2 separate regions of the Sus scrofa genome follow, and region 2 is linked to region 1. The links are chromatin contacts, called in public HiChIP or PLAC-seq maps. All regions are on one chromosome and are shown on one strand. Each heading gives the region's core, a stretch centred on a gene start, on an enhancer-like site or on the middle of the called end of the contact. The rest is flanking DNA. Distances are from core to core; before and after follow the strand shown.

Region 1 (3,500 bases), core at 648-3,147:
TGGGGGGTGAGATTTGAAGCCTGAGAAAGACTTGACCCACCATTGTGTTTTTAGAGCTGGAAAAAGGGGCCATGGGCCAAGGAATGTGGGTGGCCTCTTGAAGCTGGAAATGGCCCACAGATGGGGAAGGAAATAGGAAACAGGGGCTCCAGTCTTATAAACACAAAGGATGAATTCTGCTAGCAAAGTGAATAAGCAAGGAAGGGGATTTTCCCCACTAGAGGCTACAGAAAGGAACGCATCCTTCTAAAACCTTGATTTTTGTCTGGGACCTCTACTGGACTTCTGACCTTCAGAACTGTAAGATGATAAATGTCTGTTTTAAGGCACCTGGCTTGGCCATAGAAAATGAAAACAATGACCAAATCTCTGGCCACAGTGATTGGCCCAGAGATGGGCATGTGATTCAAGCTGAGCCAATCAGAGACTTTCCCTGAGACTCTAAGAAAGAGAAGACTTCTCTTGGTGAGCGCTCTAAGGATGGAGAGCCCGAGACCTGCCAGGGGCATAGGCCCTGCCAACTGGAGAAGCTGATAAGAACTGGGCCGACACCTAGGCAAGAGCTGTGATGGAAGCTGGTGCAGGTCCTGACAAGGTTCCTCTCCAGCTGTGCTTGAGGCCAACTCCACCCCCGCCCTTCCCTGTCCCATAATCCAATTAATTCCTCCTGTTGTTCAAATTCATTTCAGCTGGCTTTCTGCTACTTGTCGCTGAAAGCTTGTGACTAATCGATACCCGCCCCAAAATACCAATCCCTGGTCTCCCCTACTTAAAGATCACTTTTGGCGCTCTCGTCCTTTCTCCAGAAGGACGTGGATAAGTATCTGTGTTCCCTGGGAGACTTGGCCCATTAGAAGAAGTTATTTTATCAGGTGCCTCAGCTTCCAGAGCCACAGGAAATGGCACACACACCCAGGGGTTTTGATGGAAGATGGGGACCAGGAAATAGCCAGATCATGAGGGACCCAGACTGGGGAGATGTGAGAGGAAGGTGTGATGTTGAGTGAATGAGTGAATGGAGGTGGGAGCAGACCACGCCAGTCCAAGCAAGTGGGAGAGAAGTGGGGGCAAAAGGGGGGGACGGGAGATAACCCCTCTCAAATCTGCTTAGTGCCTTCCCACTCACCCAAACGCTTTCAGTTGTCCCCGACTTTTATGACAGTCTCTTTTTTTGTCTTTTTAGGGCCACACCCACTTACAGCATATGGAAGTTCCTAGGCTAAGGACCGGCCTGCGCCACAGCCACAGCAACGCCAGATCTGAGCTGCGTCTGCGACCTACACTGAAGCTTGTGGCAACACCAGATCTGTAACCTACTGAGCGAGGCCAGGGACTGAACCCACATCCTCATGGATACTAATCGGTTTCTTAACCTGCCGAGCCACAACGGGAACTCCCATGACAGTCTTAATTACGTGTTCCAATCACGATGACCCCACAAAGCAGGTGGGGTAGCAGGGGCCTCGTGCCAAGGCAGGGGACATCTGTTCCACACCCACTCCATGGCTTCAGCGCCCCCCACAGCCAGGGCCTCCACACCCCCTTGGGACAACTTGCCTGGACGGGCGTGAGGGCCTCTGGGTGGCCACCGAAGTCCCAGGCGTGGGCCGTGACAAAGAGCCCTTAGCTAACATCACAGGGTAGAAAAAGAAGAGCTGGAGAAAAGCAACACCGAACAATCCCCTCGTGCTGCTGGCTGATTGTCGGAGTTTGAATTTCTGCCAAGGGTTCCTACTTCTTAGCTGTCAGCAGTTTAGTTTGAGACAATGGTGAAAACAGCCCTTTTGGCCTCTACCTAAACTTCAGCGGAGAAAAAAACGGAGTCAGAAGTTGAACTGGAATGGTCTCCTTACCTTATTTGCCCCGACCCCGAGGAGCCCTGCGCTAGCAAGGAATCTAACGCGGCGCTTGGGAAGCTGTGTTTATGAGACGAGCCTGGGGCTTACGCCTCTGAGTCAGAGCCTTTGGAGTCGGTGGCGAATTAGTGGGGACGTGGGAGGGAAGCGCCTTGCCAACTGGAGAGCCCCCTTCTTAGGCTGAGCAGTCTAAGTGAACTCGAAAACTCTGATCTTTCCGCTCTGGGAGTTTATTTTCTCTCGAACATGTCTGGATCCTTTTTCTCTGTAAGAAGGGAAAGAAAAGGCTGAGTAAAGATGACAGGTTTACTTGGGCATGAAATCACTGTTGGACAACTTGTTTTTTTCTGAGTTAAGTGTCAAAAAATCTGCAATTTGCAGAATAAGTTTCCCTGAAATTACACATGGGGTGGTTAATTGAGAGCAAACTGCCCGGGCTTTTGGGCAGGGGCAGCACAGCCCTTTCTGAGAACTTGGGTCTCTCCCAGTGTCAAGTTCCTGCCACCAGTTATTTCCAGCACCAGGGTCTGACCCGCACCTGCCCAAGCCCCCAGCTCCTGACTTTGCCCGAATGCTTCATTTCTGAACAGTCATGAGGTCAGCTGCTCGTTTGTTTGTGAGATCTACATTTCTTTATATGGTGTCACTTGATCACTTTTTAAAATGTGAATCTCAGGAAAACTTGTAAAGAATTTTTACAGTCTTTACATAAGGCATTTTCCACTCCTGTGTCTGTGGGTTCTGACCCCTGGCTCTCTCACCTGTCTATCTTCTGGCTGGTCTGTCATAATGTCATGACAGTAAACCATGGTCCTATCTGGAAGCCTATGACATTTCAGGTCACTGTAGAAAATGTCTTCTTTCCGAAAAGTCTTTATATAACTCTCTTCATTAATATAACATGGACAGAGTTTTCTTAACTTTTATTTATTCAGAGGGGTTTGTGTGTGTATGTGAGGCTATTAGGATTTTGCACCATCATGAATGGGCATAGAGTTACTTGACCATCAGGTAGCAGCAAATCCACCTTAAAAAGCTGAGGGTGAATTATAACTAGTTACAGAGGAAAGGAGAGAGCACGGAAGGGAGGCAGCAGCACAGGGAGCGAGCCCTCCTGGAGATGTTGGCTTCAGCTTTGCATGCTTCAGACCTCAGGGTACCACTCTCTCAAACTGAACTGTGGCCCCAGGCATCTCGGAGCAGCCCAGAGATGCAGGCCAGCCTCGCTGTTCTGATGCCATAGGATCCCTTGCTGTCAGAAGCAAGAATTGGGTTCCTTCTGGGCCCCCAGGAAGGGCTAGTTTTCTGCTCCTAGTGTTCACAGGTTCTGCAGTGCAGGCTGGAGGAAGTTTCTTTCTGCCGACATCAGACAGGCTGTGAGGAGGCCAGATCTCCCCAGCGAGCACCCGTTCCCCGGCCTCTCCCCCGACTGAAGTGTAAATGACTTCTGAGAGCAGAACCAGCCAGTCGAGGAATTCATTCTTTGAACTTCTCTGACTGGGAAGTGGTGCTGAGACTTTGAAAATCTTCAAAGATATCAGCCCATGGAATCGATAGTTCATTTTTCAAGTCGCCAGACTTAAGGCGAGGAATTCCGCTCAGCCAGCGCCGTGCTGAGGACCTCGTGTGGGGGAAAGAGTCTCC
Region 2 (3,500 bases), core at 604-3,103, 80 kb before region 1:
GTTGGATTTTTTGTACTTTAGATGTGGCAGTTAGGGAAGGCTTCCTGGAGGAGTGAACAGTTGATGAAAACAAGCCGGAAAGGTGAAGACCTGGGGACTAGAGTTCCAGGCAGTGGTAAGAGGAAGCCCATCCACGGGGATCAGAGGGACGGCCAGTGTGGTCAGGGGATGGGGGAGTCTTTGCATTGTCAGGATAGATGGTATAGGGCTGTGTGGTCTAGGGAAGCGTTCGTTCTTGATTCGAAGGGTGATGGGAAGCCCTGGCTGGCTTAAAGCAGGGGCAGGGCCCAGTTTATCCTGTGGGAAAAGCATTGTGGTAGAACAGGAATGAAAAGGGAGAGACTAGCTCGGGGACCATTGGGGCAATTTAGACAAACAATAGTGGTGGTTCGGGCAGGGTGGTTGTTGGGAGACAGAAACACATGGTTGGATCTGGACTATTTGGAGTGTTATCGGGAACTTGCTGTTAGAGTAGATGTGACCGTAGATAAAATGCAGAGTGGAAACGCTTTGTACTCTGAGAGCCCTGTATACACATGAAGGAGTCACGCAGCCTGTGGTCCTTGGGGAAAGCTGACGGTTTGGAGCTTGGCCGTGCCTGGAAATGGCCTCCAGCCAGGTAATCCGGCCATCGGGGCTCCAGGAGAACCGTCGGAGCCCAGGAAGGAGGGCTCAGGCAGCCCCGCGCGTCTCAGCTTCCACGGGCACACAGATCACCTGGGGATCCCTAAGGTGCAGATTCGGCTCCGTAGATCAAGGGTAAGACCCAGAATTCTGCTCCCGGGTGGGGCCACAGCTGCTGGTCTGCGGGTCATGCTTCCAGAAGCAAAGAGTTCAGGGGAGTCATTGAGGTCACATTCCTGTCACGAGGGCTTGAACTGGGGAGGGAGTGGGGATATGGAGAAGAGAGCTCTTTCTTTTATAATACAGACTGCAAAACAAAGGGGAGGCATGAAAAAATGAAGTTTGGAGTCACGGTAACCAAGAAACGATGGTCCGTAGTAGGTACTGGAAGCAGGAGGAGGTTTGGGGAGGGGAGGAGGATGGATTTTCTAATCCCCACTATTTTTTCTTGGGCTGTAGCCGGGGGTCTGACTTGAGCACTTGGGTGGGAAACCCTCCTGACCTATTCAGCCTTGTCTGCGAAGATGATGAGCCAAAGGTTTCACTCTCGACGGCTGTGTATCACACTTGAGCACCCAGAGACCTCATATATTTGAAGGGAAGGAGGAGGGGGACCTTCATACCACGTAATTCAGTTGGGATCTGAACCGTACATCACCTTGGACATCAAGAAGGGCTGTGTTTCCTTGGACCGTAAAGCCTCAGTCCCTGCCTATTTACTGCTGCGTGTTCTTGAGGCCAGTCCCCCTCCCCACCCCATCTCCCGCACGTGATGTGCTGCTATCTTCAGATATTAATACCATGGGGCCAAGGAGGAGGACTCGTGCATCCGTGTGATATGAATAATAGTAACAACAGTCCACGTTACTGAACTCTTACGTACCAAGCACTGTGCTGCACATTTTACAGTTTTCAGAACTCATTCATTTTATTCTGAGCACAAAGCCTCCGTGGGGCAATGGGGTCTGAGACAGCAGGGATGTCTGGCCTGATAATAAACATCCCAGGTTTTATGGGTGAAAAATAGGAGTGTGGGAAAGATGATCTTTTAAAGAAAAGAAAATGCTTTCCAGAATGGCCCTTGGAGATGCTTGGAGCAGCCTGGGTACTTTGTGTGCTGAGATAGAACCTGAGGTTGAGAAATGTGCTCGGGGCCAGCAGGACCCGCCTCGGTTTGGCTGGGAAGATGTAGTCACTGGATGTCTGAGATATTACGCAACGTGACAAGAAGGCCAGGCACGAGCTCTCCATAGGAATTATTTCATCCCTACGGTTTGGGTGTCAAATATCCTCCTGGGCCCCTGGGGACCGGAGCTTCCAGGCGGCGTGTGTGGCCGCGCCTGGCGCTCCAGAACCCCCCTCACGCGTGGGGTGACATCGCCACTAGTGACCCTCGTCCGAGGGTTTTTCAGCCCAACGGCCCCTCCTCACAGGCTGTGCCAACACGTTCCTATTTTAAGATTCTTTAGTTGTAAGAAGTGGTGTATTTCTCCCCACGTCGTCCCGTCCCGGCCAAGCCAGGGCGACTCCCTTTGCTGGTCTCCCATCTTCTCTCACTTCTGGTCCTGAACTGCTGAACCCAGAGAGGGCTGCCTCCCGGGGCGGGTGGCAGGGTGACGTCAGCCAGGAGGCAGTTCCTCGGCTAAGGGAGCCAAGTCCGCAGACACGATCTCGGAAGTAGGACAAGTACATTTTGTTTCTGCGATTCAACCCAGAGAACTTCTTGGTCCCGGAAGCCTGTGCCAAATGTGTTTGCGCAACCTCGGGAAGCCGCTTCCAGAATGCGGGTGAAGAACTTGCCAGGGTTCCATTTCTTTGGGGAGCGAACATCCACGCAGGGCAGGACTGGTGCTGGCCCAACATGTCAGCGGGAACCGGGGGCTCAGACCTCAGGGGGGCGAGGGTCCTGCGGGAGGGTCTCCTGCCCAGGCTACACACGAGACCTGGCCGCCGTGCTCCCCGCAGTGGGAACATGTGGCCACGGGAACGTTGAGATGAGTGGGCCAGGCTGTGGTTCCATTTTGATTTGGCTAAGGGTGTGCTATGCAATGGAAAGGAGCACCAAAAGCTACCAATTTGGCTGCTGCCTCTGAACATTTGCTCTGCATTCCTGAATCCTCCCAGTTAAAGAGAACTTCCTTGCAATTCTTTCCCCCTAGGCAATGGGACAAGAACACACACACACACACACACACACACACACACACACACACACACACGAGTTAAAACCCTTTGGAAATGAAGGTCAGCTATTGCACATGTACCCGTGTTCATGTAAGTCTATGGAGAGAAATAAAGGACTGTAAAAATGTGCGTGCACATAAAAATGACCAACATTTTTTGGGCTAATGTTGGTGTCTTTCAAAGGCCGATCTTACAATAATAAACTCTTAGACTTTATGGGGCTTTAGAGTTTCTAGAACAATTTCACATGTCTCCTCTGATCAGGCCAGTGACTTTGTAAAATAGGAGTTAGTTTCCTCTCCATTTTAAAGAAATGAAAGATCAGAGAAGTTAAGTGACTTGCTCGAGATTACACAGCAATTAATTTTGAGAGTCAGGATGAAAAACCTGGGTCACTCCCGTCCAACCCCTCTACCATAACGGCTCTCTAGACTTGACCTTGGAAAGACCAGAGGTTCATTGGCATGCGATTCATCTCTTTGCAGGACTAGATGCTAGGCCTGGTGTTTCAGAGTGTGGTCTGAGGACCGGCCTCTCCTGGGAGCCTTGGAGAGCTGCAGAACTGCAGGACTGTCACAGAGCTTCAGGATTGTCCTCTGGTGATTTCTGCGCACAGTTGAGGTTGGGGTGCCCTGGAGGAGGCCGCTGGGTTTCAGTTTCAGCTCTGCCACACTCGGGGGTCCCCAAGTTCC

Evidence for each region. HiChIP or PLAC-seq counts read pairs in DNA pulled down with a chosen protein or histone mark.
Region 2: a contact with region 1 is called in an H3K27ac HiChIP or PLAC-seq map of skeletal muscle. The contact joins two enhancer-like sites. A contact is called at or near these places in 6 of 47 Hi-C or Micro-C datasets (fetal heart ventricle, heart right ventricle, mesenteric adipose tissue and 2 more) and 1 of 2 datasets of contacts at active chromatin or transcription factors (skeletal muscle).

What each region holds. Positions count from the first base shown.
Region 1 is chr11:14,971,493-14,974,992 of Sscrofa11.1, reverse strand. No RefSeq gene overlaps it. Among named protein-coding and RNA genes, the nearest start is that of COG6, 400 kb to the right of the region's middle. Within about 2 kb of position 1,897, at least 30 of the 83 cell types and tissues checked have an H3K27ac peak or open chromatin away from gene starts, as enhancers often do. A contact at or near this core is called in mesenteric adipose tissue, skeletal muscle and subcutaneous adipose tissue, where this site is marked.
Region 2 is chr11:15,051,649-15,055,148 of Sscrofa11.1, reverse strand. No RefSeq gene overlaps it. Among named protein-coding and RNA genes, the nearest start is that of FOXO1, 360 kb to the left of the region's middle. Within about 2 kb of position 1,853, at least 28 of the 83 cell types and tissues checked have an H3K27ac peak or open chromatin away from gene starts, as enhancers often do. A contact at or near this core is called in mesenteric adipose tissue, skeletal muscle and subcutaneous adipose tissue, where this site is marked.